Regions from separate parts of the Astyanax mexicanus genome. Here region 2 is linked to region 1. Evidence: chromatin contacts called from public Hi-C data. All regions are on one chromosome and are shown on one strand. The core of a region is the stretch at or near the end of the contact, and the rest is flanking DNA. Distances in the headings are between cores, read along the strand shown.

Region 1 (6,574 bases), core at 2,333-4,832:
GATTGTGACTGAAGGTGTCTGGATAGAATTGTCTGTGCAAATAAGTGACTGGTAAAAAAAATCACATCCACAGTGAATGCAGGAGGTCCCACATGCATATCCCACAGGTCAGGGCAGTGTATTTTACCTTCAATAGAAGATGGTTAAATTCATGGGACATGATATTAGTTCCTGTTCCAAGACATGTGGCATGTCAGCATTTTATATAGAGTACTGTAACACATAATACACATATATTTATTTACCTACTGCTCTGGAAAAAATAGAGACCACTTAAAAAAGTTATATATATATATATATATATATATATATATATATATATATATATATATATATATATATATATATATATATATATATATATATATATATTACCAAATTGACAACCTCTGGAATATAATCAAGAGGAAGATGGATGATCACAAGCCATCAAACCAAGCTGAGCTGCTTGAATTTGTGCACCAGGAGTGGCATAAAGTTATCCAAAAGCAGTGGGTAAGACTGGCGAAGGAGAACATACCAAGAAGCATGAAAATTGTGATTAAAATCCAGGGTTATTCCACCAAATATTAATTTCTGAACTTTTAAAACTTTATGAATAAGTACTTGTTTTCTTTGCATTGTTTGAGATCTGAAAGCTCTGCATCTTTTTTGTTATTTCAGTCATTTCACATTTTCTGCAAATAAATGCTCTAAATGACAATATTGCTTTTGGAATTGGGGAGAATTGTTGTCTGTAGTTTACTCAAACATATACCTATAAACAGTCAGAGAAACTGTTATACTGTCATCAACATTACATCAATGTCATTATCCCCCAAATGTCATGTCAAACAAAATCAAAAAATAAAATTACAAAAATATATTAAGAAGCTTTTGTGTGACAGCAACAATGTAACCAAATCTGACCTTGTAAGATTCAGAACAATAGTAGACATTTCTCATTAACAGTGCAGCACATTTACATGGAAGCCCTTCACAAGAACATTACAGTAGTATAAACAAAAATGTAAATCAATAAATGTTTGATGTGGCAAAGAGGTTTTGGCAGCCAGATATAGTGTGCAAAGCTCAGTGACCAGTGTCATCCAACAAGTATGAGCGCCATGCGGATACGGAATATCTGACTAAACATGTGTGGATATTGATACTTTGGTATCTTTAGTAACATCCAGGAGCGTACTCACATAACAGTTAACCAATCACTAAGCTGACCCCAGTCATGTTTCATGCTCATATGACTTCATAGATGCTGTATAAAGAATAGGCATTAAAAGATCAGTCATCTGATCTGTTTGGTTCACTTACTAGAAGAAATGATTCTGAGCCCCTTCTGTAAACCCCACACACATACACACACACACACACACACACACACACACACACACACACACACGCACACACTCATACACTACTGCTACCGAACAAGTGTGTGAGCTTGCATGCAAAGATTTACTTTTCTTCCGGCATCGCTCCATGTGGGTGCCAAAACTGGGTTTAGTGCAAGAATTCAGGACGCTGCAGTCCTCAACGTTCGTGCGCTTTGATGCCTCTGGAGTTACAAGGGGTGTCGCCGATCCAACCACAGTTGAAGGAGGGTCCACAAGTGTGAGGGTAGGGGTGTCACGGTCTCGGATGCACCGCTACGGCTAAACTAATATGATAAGTAGCCTAATGCTAGCTTGGGAGATTTGCGAAGCGTCTTAATCTGTTGTGTTTAACACTCTCACAGGAATAGCCTGGCATCCAAACACTCTTCCATCGGCTGCCAGTGGGAAAGAGGACACACTAAACCCCGGTGGCTCAGTCTCATGGAACATCAGTTGACACTAGAAAAATACAGCAGCTAATAAATCTAGCGTAACAGCCCGGCAACTCAAGTTTCTCTCCAACCCCAAGCTGTGATATATCAGAGTTGTTCCTTTTAGACTTGCCATTTGGGAGCTAGGAGCCCCAGCAGGTCATTTGTACAACTTACTTTTAAACTTTAATACTACTGGAAGCACAAATGGTGGTAGAAGGGAGCTTTGGCCTTTGCTGAGATGAAACCGACCTGGAGATCATTTATCTTTTGGGCAGCCTCTTATTTCTCCACTCCAAAGATTGTCTCAAATAATCAATGCCACAAACTCGCTGTTTATATTTAACCGCCAACACACCCACCAGTTGCTCAGAAAATGTCAAGGACCCGTCAAAGGACTCAACTAATATCAGAGTAATAATGCTCGATTTACTTTTCACGCCTGAAATATATTGGTCTCACTCATGTCCTTCAAAGAGTTATAGCTTCTGAGACAGGGTCACAAATCCATCAGGAGAAAAGTGTATTCATGCACTTATGGCACTTAGGACAGTGTTGCAAAAAATACAATCTCAATGTTCAAATAAATGAGAGATTCTTGCTTATAATTTCAATTTGTTATGTTTTTAACTTTTTTTTATAATTGGAAATAAAAATAGTAAAAAAACAGCACCATTTAGAGCTATCAAATATGCAAACTTGTTTCGTTTTCATTGCTATTCAAGAAAGTCAAAATTGTGCAAGCATAATAAAACCAATTAAGGAGTTATAATTTTGAGAATCAAGCAAGTAGCCCCCTCAACCTTACAACAATTTTAATATTAAACAAGGTGCAAAAATAAGACAAGCACAGAAACAATAAAAGGGTTTTATTAATAAGGGGTTAACCACAGGCAAGATCAGTACCAAAAGACCAAAATAAAAGGTGGTAAATACACCAAGAATGGTGAGACAGTCCATGTCAAAAACATGGTAGGGCAGTATTGGAGGGCAAAGCAAAATCATAGTCAAAGATACAAAAAACAGTAAAACCCAGACAAACAGTAATATCGGAAAATAATTGCTTTGTTTAGATGGACGAAAACATCAAATCTAATGCTCGTGAGTGAGTGAAGTGCAGGTGTATGTTTAGTGAGGTAAACAGGTGAAATGAATATTCAGTATTAATGAAATAAATGATTAGTGGTCTAATCTGCAGTAATCCTTGCGAGAATAATGCCTTGCAGTGCCCACCTGCTGCCAGTAGGGGCTCCCACGACAGCTAAAGCAGAAGTTCTGGCTCTTTCCAGCAGTGTTTACAGTCCGCCAAGTGTTGTCAGGCCCCACAGCTTAGACAACACTGCAATCCTGGACCTTGGCACCCTGCACTAAGTACCTCACATACAAATGTTATTCATTGCACGAAGTAGACTTAAGACTTTAAAGACCACGTCTGTTTTTCTCATCTCTGCTCGCTCCACCGCAGTCCCAATCAGCAGGGGCAGGACAGACAGACAGACACGGCGACAGATAGATAGAGTGAAGAGACATGATCCGCTGTCTTGAAGTACCGGTGGGGTCAAAATTAGAGCGCTCCTGGCACCCCCACGCTATCCCATTCCTCATAAACCATCATCTTTCACGTTTCCCCGAGCTGCCACTCAGTCGCCTTCTCAGGCCTCTGCACTTAAGCAAGCAGAACCTAATCTTCTCAGATTCGTTTGGCTAGAATAATCAAGGGGGAACATGCTGAAAATACAGCGTGTATTTCAGGGGGCCGCGGGATTGGCCGACATGCGTCCAGAGTCTGCAAATGCCTCCGAGCCCCAAGACAAAGTTGACTCGTTAGGAAAACTGGGTATACGCTTACACTTCCGTTGACATGACTGCGGTATCAGCGTGACAGCTTGAGTGTCAGCCACCCTCTGGCTGACCCTGGCGGGGTGGACGTGTTTACAGAGGTGTTCCGACAAACATTTGTCCAGTGCGGCCCGGCTGGGAAGACTGTAATACGGTGTGTTTACAGCCACTGTTATTCCGACTCCCTGAAAAAACAAGATCAAGCCGGAAAGCCGAGCCGGAGTATCATATCCTAAATCATGCTGCAGTAATATCATTTGAAACATATGCCTTGAATACATGAGAAAGAGATATCTATGATGATTTAAGTGGTGTGATATGATAATCCTTTGAGTTTTATGTTTTAAAAGACTCCAAATTCTGTTCTATATACAACTGAATAGGCAATTTTTCAACATTATTAAAAAAACTATTACAGTATTTTTACTTGAAACATACGTGATGAATACTGTTATAGATGTTATTCAAGATTTCAGTGCAGTCATTTGATATAAAATTTGATTTTCTTCTTTTATAGAAGTCTAAATTCTGGTCTGTATACAACAAAATAGGCATTTTTTCTAAATTTGCCTTCCCGTGACTCCAAATCCCTTTAGTAATATCAGTAGGTAAAAAAAAAAAGGTATATAGTATATATGGAAACAGCTTTAAGACATTTGTAGTTTCATTTGATAGCACATTGATTTTCCTCTTTAATAAAATTTTATGTTTAAAAATATACTGAATTTAACCTGAAAACATGTGTATTTTTTTAATATGAGAAAGCATGTCTGCATTTCCAAAATGTAACACTGTTCTACAGATAGACAGTTGTTCTTTTTGGTATTATATAGTTGTTAGTTAGACCTGGTTAAATTCTGTTTATTGATCTGTAAAACTCATTTCTTTTCCGTTTTCATTTTCTGTCTCTGCACGAGAAGCACAAGCAGCTTCTCCCCCAGCTCCACTGTGCATGCGACTACCGTAAAACACGGTTTAGTTAGACACTCTGAATTTTAGACAAACTTTCACACTGGAGATTCATCTTTTCTTTCATGCAACTATGTTACTTTTGTATTGCTTATATCTGTTAACATGTTTTACATATTTTTTAAAATATTTTAAATATGCCATAAATTATGATTACTCTTATTGTAATTATTATTATGATGATTTGGTAACACTTTATAATAAGGGTACATTATTTAACAGTACTTACAGCAGATTGTCTCAACTAATTATCAACTAACACTAGTTAGGTGTAATAATCATTACATTTGATTTTATCAACTAATATCTCAGGTCATTATTGTTCACAACATTCTTAAGCATTAAATTTTAATAATGTTTAATAATGTCTTATCTAGGATCGATAATAATTAGTTGCGATATTATCTAACCATTTAATAATGTTTATTACTGTCTTAAGTGAGTGTTACCGGTGCCCCCTACCCACAGTGCATGATCCACGTGGGCGGAGCATCGGCACTGCTGTTTATTATTACTCTCTTTGCCATCTGTGTCATGTTTTCAGTTTACCTCTTTATAATGATATACATCATCATAACGGATGCATATCAAATCCTGTAAAATCTCTCTCTCACGCAAAATCACTCACGCAAGCATGTGTAGCCCAAGTGTAGCCTACTGTATACACACACACACACACACGTGTCCCACAATTCCCAAATGTCAAGACAAGCATGTGTGAAGGACAAGACAAGGAAGATTAGTGTCTTTAAGGGCCGTGAGGTTATTCTAATGGTGTCATACATCACCCTTTAGAAAGGCACACAGAGCCGGTGCGCGAATGCTACGCCATTACCATCTCCCTGTTTTAATCATGGTTCCTGTCACGCTGGTAATCAACACCATAACTTGTTCCCTGGAAGATCATTCACAGTTACCTGAAACTAATGTGTACACTTGTACAAAGCGTTCCGCACGGCTTTGAAGTGCCCGGCTGCCTTTTCAGTAGCGCCACTTTAAATGCTGTTGTGACAATGCTAATTGGCGTGTTTTATGAACGCGCTAAAAGAACTTCCCCTGGTGTTGTCCACAGCACCAAAAGCAGAGCGGGGTGAGAACTAACACTCCGGGACCACAAACAGCGTCAAGGGGCATGGGATTTCCTGTGATCAGCTCGCACGCTCACCCACCTCCCCAGCAGTGAAGAGACCCCGGCATGGAGCTGCGACTTTCACCACTTTCCCTAACGCCCCTTCTAGCTCTCACCTAGCTAATAAGGTGAGGATGTTTCTGCGTCAGGAGGAGGAAAGAAAGGCCGTTCTCACCTCTGGGAACTTCACTCCTGCTCTTGTTATGCCTATGAGCTGATAATCTCAAGACTGTCTTGAAGCCTTTCTGCTCGGAACGGGACTCGCTGAACTGGATGGACTGCAGTTATCTGGATAATGAGTGAAATGGGGTTTCTTCCTAACAAAACTGATTACAATACAATTTCTTTAACCTTTCCATTACTATCATGGTCAAGACCATTTGAAGTGAGACTGACTTTGAAGACTAAGGAGTCAAGGCCAAGAACACAAGTAAAAATATCTGTTTTGTCATCTTGATCATCATTGTATTAATTTATTCATTAACATATTGGTCCATGTTGGTCTTTTAAAAGTAATAAAGTAGTGAAACATTAAAAAAAGTTTGAACATGTATTTTTTTTTTTTAATATCCTAATTGAACCATTACCTCTTAGAGTTAAGGAACACCATTGCACTAAATATTGATAGAATAATTAGTATTGGAGTAAGTGAAAAAATATTTACACTGCTTGTAAGGATTTTTTTGGTTTAAGACATCTTTTGTATAATTAAACATGCACCGGTTCAAAATGACCCTGGAACACCATTGCTGTTCCTGACCAATGAACATAACAGGAGGGTTAAAATCAAATCAAATATTATGTGCTAATGTTCGTACACATTTGCATTATGATAA
Region 2 (6,311 bases), core at 2,291-4,790, 59 kb after region 1:
AAACCACGAAAGACAAAGTTAAAGTAAACCAAACAATATATTGCTAAAATAAATTGAAACTGATATAGAAAACAGAAATAAATTGCAGGATTTATTTATATGTCAAATTCGCAAACTAGCATGCTACCTCCATAGAACAAACTAATTAAAAAGCAAACTAATGATGAACTTATTAGCCCTGCTAAAATGTTCAACCAAACAGCCAAAAGGATTAATACGGACTACAAAAAGTGTAAAAACGCGTTGATTTTTTTAAGATTATATAAATAGGAAAGTAATATGAAAGCTCTAAATTATGAGGAAGGCGAACAGTCATGTTTTACCTGTCTTGTTTTAAATAAATGTGTTTTAAATGTTTCAAGCATTCAAAAACAACAGACACTGGGTGGTCTTAAAATATCAGTTTATTTAAAAAAGTTGTTAACAAGAGAAATTAACGTGACAAACAAGTCAATAACTTTTTTTTTTATGTTACAACATAAAACACGAAAATAAGACGGCATAAGAAACAAATGTAAAAATGTATTTTTTCTGTTTTTGTCTTTTATTGTATTTTGCTTCCTGTGTATGATCATCCACAGTGTAGATTGCTGCTCTGCTGCTGGTCGCTCACCTTGCTCTTTAATCTCGTTCCACATCGGCCCTACCTCATCATTCTAAAAGGCCCTGTGTGTGTATGTGTGCGTGAGCGCTTAAACGCGCATTTCATTAACAAACAGCGGAGCTTCTGATGATGACGGAGAGGACAAGGAAAAATAAAGGGGATTACCCAGATTACTGTTAACCTGGGAATGAAGCTGTGATCATGATTGATCCCTATGACCTGTGTGTCTAAACTCACACCACTGATAAAAAGAGACTAAGATCATGTAACACAACATTTTGTGTACATTAAATAACACATTCGAATGTAATGAGTGAAATCGGTGTTGTTAGTTAAAAAATAACAGAATTTGAAGAGAAGAACTATTAAATTAAATAAATATATGATAAAATTAATAAATAAAACATATTGCATGTATAAAGCAAATCACACAAAACTGTGAAAATGTGTAAAATGTATAAAAAATCTGAATTAACAGAATATTCTACACCTATCGTGATTCATCACGATTAGCCTACTACACGCAAGAAACTGAAAGTACATTGGCTTAAGGTCAGATGGGACAATGTGGACCATCATGTTACAGGCCCTGAATGGTAAAGGTGCTTTTATTTCCCATAATACATTTTATAGCGTTTTATTCCCGTAAACGCAGCTTTTAGGAGAAATGCGAATACATTTTAAAGTGTTTTATGAGCTTTGTGGTGGTACGATTAAACCTGAATTACGTGTAAATATATGCAATGTATATAACAATTAATTAAATGTCAATTTTGACATTGCAAATTGTTCTCAACAACAAAAAACTAAACCCCAGAGTAAATTGAGAGTGAGTGTAAGCAGGCTTAACTCCATGGTAAACTGAGCACCAATGTTGGATCTTAAAGCCAAAGGTGCAAGTGCGTGTGGGGGGGCGGGGGTGCTCTCATCTGCTAAGTGGCCCCGTATTGATAGACGTTAAATCCAACGGGTCACTGGGACACACACACGGCCCTGCTCCCTTCAACACCTTTACAAACACCAACTCAACTTAAGAGCAAAAGCCACGCTGTGTTATTTAGGTTCAGCATTAAAGACTTTTAGATGTTTATTATCAGTTCATACAATAAAAACAGTTTAAACAACACTACACTCAAAACATAGACTGGATAAAAACACTCCGCATGAACTCACATCTAAAATACAGAATTTATAATCATTACATTAACAAACATTAAGTGTAACACAGATTTAACAAATTTAAAATCACAGCACATCAAAATAGTAAAATTAAATCGATTAGAAAATACTTAAACATACAATATAATAAGAAGAAAAACAATAATAAAAGGAATACTTATTATTTTGATAACAATAGGAAAATAATAGGAAGATGAAAAATAAAGAGCTTGTAAGGTTGATTAAAATAATAACAATTTTATCATGCGAAAAATAATAATGTGTTTATTATATATTTATATTATATGTCTATACAATTCTGCTTATATTATAGAATAGTGTTACTATATATTGGCACAATAATAATTGCAATTAGAGTTTTATTTTAATAATACATTTATGACAACACTACTATTAACGATAGTAATAAAAATAACAGTAATAACAGTAATATAAATTACAGTAATAATAATAATAATAATAATAATAATAATAATAATAATAATAATAATAATAATAATAATAATAATAATTACATTATTGTGTGGTTGTTGTCATGTCTAGATATTTAAGTACCAAAATATCTGAATGGATCTATTCATAAATCTATTTATTTAAACTGAAATATAATATAATAATTCAGTACTTTAAATCTACTTTAATTTCAAACAAATCCAAACGCTAAATTTTAGAAACATTCGCGCTTGCACTCGCTCATTGCTGCGCACACGCGCACACTCTTCTCCGCTCTGCTGGAATAATCGCAGCTGTCTAATTAAAGATATTTTTGTGGCTGTGGGGTGGAGACTCTCTACGCCGATCAATAAGGAGATACACTGTTAAATAAATGACTGTTCCAGTCAAACCGGACATTGCTCTTTAACTCCCACTATAGTTCCTCAGAACCAGCCCTGAACATATTATACTGACATATTAATAAGGAGGCGCGCGCGGCTTCACTGTGTCTCTGAACCGGTGCATTACCTCCAGCTCGGAGATCCAACTCTTTCTCACAGTGCGCAGTGCGAATAACAATACGAATAAAATAGAGCTGTTATTGTTTCGTTTTCTTCAGCAGGATTTATTTACTACTGTTACTCTGCTGATCCGCTGCGCAATGCACGGTGTGTGTGTGTGTGTGTGAGTGTGTTTCCCCCCTCCAGCTCGCTCATTTCCGACTGTTTCACATGCAAACGCGCGTAGTGATGGAGGTCGTTATCACCTCTGCGCTCAGACCCGTTCACTATAGCTTCACCTCCGCGCTCCCCCACCGCCCACAGATACACATACACACACTCATACATACACACACACACACACACACACAACACCTTCACCACCTGCTGCGGCCAAATCTTGCTTTATTAGGCGCACAAAAGACGTAAAAAGCACGTACTTACATTGAACTTGAGTGTGTTTTAATGTGGTCAGAGTGGAATGAGCTGGAGGCGCTTTGATTCAGCAGCAGAAGAGCAGCTTTTCGACACTGTTCTGATTCAAAGTTTTTTTTTCACGTAACACTATCAGATATTAGATATTAATAATATCTAGCTACCTTTCACCCTCTGTGCTCTCTCTTTCTCTCACTGACGGACCGATTGCGACCACCGTTGTCCCGTTTGCAGACAAAAAAAGCAGTGAAAAACCTCTGCCTCAACAAACTTCAAGCTTTGCTTTGCTCTAAAACCGGACGGCGGGGCGTCTGACGTCACGGGGCGTGTGGTGGTCGTGGAGGGGGGGGGCTTGGTCACGTGACCAAGCCGCCGGTATATCTTTAAGTTGAAAAGTAGGCAAAGTGTAATCTATCAGCACAGCGAGAGAGACAGGCTGCTTTTAAAACACGCACACACTCACACGCTCACGCGCTTGTTTTGGAAAAGCACGTGGCAAAAACGCTCGCGAAGAAAACCGGGAGGGAGAGAGAAAGCCGCCGAGAGCGCGCACAGAAAACTTTTCTCTCTGTCTGTCGGTCTGAAGCTGCAGTCTGTTACCTGCACTCACTCAGCAGCGCTCCGTTGGTGCCACCCGAAACAGGGCGCGCTAACGCGCACACGCGCATCCAGACACACTCTTCATCATCCACAGAGCCTCTGTCTCTGCGTGTGTGTCTCGCGGATCCTCGGGCGAAGAAGCTGCGATGACCCTGTCCGGCGCAGGCGGCGGTGACATGTCCGGGCACACGACGCTCGCACCTGACGACGTGGACATCGACGTGGTCGGGGAGGGCGACGACTGCGACTGCGACGACAGCATCGGCCTCGGCAGCGGGCTGGAGCGCGATGACAGCGACTGCGAGGGCGCGCGGGTGGCGCGCGGCGTGCTCCTCGACGACGACGACGAGATGGAGGACGTGGTGGGAGAGGAAGACGCGGACGTGAAGGAGCGCAGGAACGGCGCCGACTGTAAAGGCGACGGCGAGGAGGAGAGCGGAGGAGGAGCGGGAGGAGGCAGCGCCGGTGACTCGTGCGCCCCGACGGCCTCCTCCAAGCCCAAGAACGCGCTGGTGAAGCCCCCCTACTCCTACATCGCGCTCATCACCATGGCCATTCTCCAGAGCCCCCAGAAGAAGCTGACTCTAAGCGGCATCTGCGAGTTCATCAGCAACCGCTTCCCCTATTACCGGGAGAAGTTTCCCGCGTGGCAGAACTCCATCCGACACAACCTGTCGCTCAATGACTGCTTCGTCAAGATCCCACGCGAACCGGGCAACCCGGGCAAGGGCAACTACTGGACCCTGGACCCCCAGTCCGAGGACATGTTCGACAACGGCAGCTTCCTGCGCCGCCGCAAGCGCTTCAAGCGACAGCCCGACATCCTGCGAGACCAGGCGGCGCTGGTGATGCACGGCTTCGGTGCCGCGTACGGCCCATACGCACGCCCTTACGGTGGCGTGCACCCGGCGGCGGCGGTGGCATACGCGCACGCGCAGGCGCACGCGCACGCAGCTGCCCTTCAGTACCCTTACGTGTCGCCCGCCGTTGGACACGTGCTGCCACCCGCCGTGCCACTGTTACCCTCCGCGGCCGAACTAAGCAGGAAGGCTTTCGGCGCGCAACTGGCGCAGCTCGCGCCAGGCCTTCATCTGCAGCTGGGGGGCCTTACCGGCACCGGTGGAGGACCAGTGGCGGCCACGACCACAGCGCCCATTACGCCTTCTTCCATCAAGCGCGAGCCCTCGTGCCCGCGACCCTCCTTCACCATCGAGAACATTATCGCCGGCAACAACACCAGCACTAACAACAGCAGCAGCGGGACGGGCGCACCGGCGTTCTTCCGGTCTCAGGTGCTCGGCGCGCCCTCGCTGTCTCTTGCGCGGACGTCGCCCGTGCTCGGCGCGCACACGACTCTTCTCCCAGGACAGTTTCTGACCGCGACCAGCACGGCGTTGCCCTCAAAATGGGCTTCGCAGTGAAAAAAAAAAGACTCACAAAAACAAAAAACTAATTTTTTTACTGTAATATTTAAAGGAGGGATGAAGAGACTGTAGCACTGGAGCGGCCGCCGCACTGTAGCCATGTACAGAGAAAACAGACAAAACACATGTGCACATGAGTGGAGGGAGGATGAGCCTAGCACAGGTAACACCTGTACATATTTGTATAAAAGAAATGAAACATATACGTGCTCCACAATTATTTTGTCTTTATGTTTCATTACTGTTTTATTGTGTTCGTTCACCTGCTGTTGAAACAGTCCACTTTTCCTCTCCATTGTTTTCCATTCTGTATATGGATGTAACATGGGATACAGATGTTCACATATATTATATATATGTGATGGAAAATATTTACATCATTATTGAGAGATTTGTTTTCCACTATATATTTTGCCTTTTATATATAATGAAAACAAAAGAAATACACACACGCACATATATACACGCAAGAAGGGTGTGTAGGTGTGTGTGTGTTTCTCTCTCTCTTTAGGTGATTCTGTTACTGGATTTATTCTTGTCGTTTTTTATTTTGTTTGTATTATAAAATATCAAATGTTCTTGTTCCACAACTGGACAAGTAGTCTGTTTATATCAGATTCATATATATGTATTCTATGTAGCTATATTGTGTTGTAAATTGAATACGTTTGTTAATAAATATTTTTTAAAAAGAGCTGAACTCTCAGACAACATCTATTCCTAAATTAATGATCCCTGAAAAGGATATCAGAGGTTCTCGTTGAAGGTGGGATGAAAATTGCTCTTGAATTATTTGTAATTAATTGTTAATTTAGTTATTGATTAGGTGTCTTTTTTGAAAAGGATTAAACGAAAGAACCCGCGCTCGCAGCTTCCACAAAGCATACATTAAAATATTTTACAAAAAAAAAACAGATATTGATAACATCTAAAATTTGTTATATACATTTTAATTTATGATTTATTTTATTTTATTTTATTTGCATTTCATTTAATTTAACTGTATAAAGCCCAAACAGTACTTTATTTGTATTTTAAAATAGTACTTTAAATATATATATATATATATATATATATCACATGTTGGTAAAATTGCAACATAGCTGTAGTTGTGTAAATAAATATAAACACGTT

The links. A called contact is a pair of places that touch in the nucleus more often than the background predicts.
Region 2: a contact with region 1 is called in a Hi-C map of muscle, with 13 times the contacts expected there. The contact joins the promoter of foxd3 here to the enhancer-like site in region 1. A contact is called at or near these places in 2 of 3 Hi-C or Micro-C datasets (both in muscle).

The regions. Positions count from the first base shown.
Region 1 is chr5:23,654,664-23,661,237 of AstMex3_surface, forward strand. No RefSeq gene overlaps it. Among protein-coding and RNA genes, the nearest start is that of foxd3, 59 kb to the right of the region's middle. Within about 2 kb of position 3,583, the one cell type or tissue checked has an H3K27ac peak away from gene starts, as active enhancers do.
Region 2 is chr5:23,713,754-23,720,064 of AstMex3_surface, forward strand. foxd3 (forkhead box D3) reads left to right here and starts at 3,541. Exons shown (of 1, transcript XM_007248205.4): 1 at 3,541-5,871. The coding sequence starts at 3,900. The coding sequence ends at 5,174.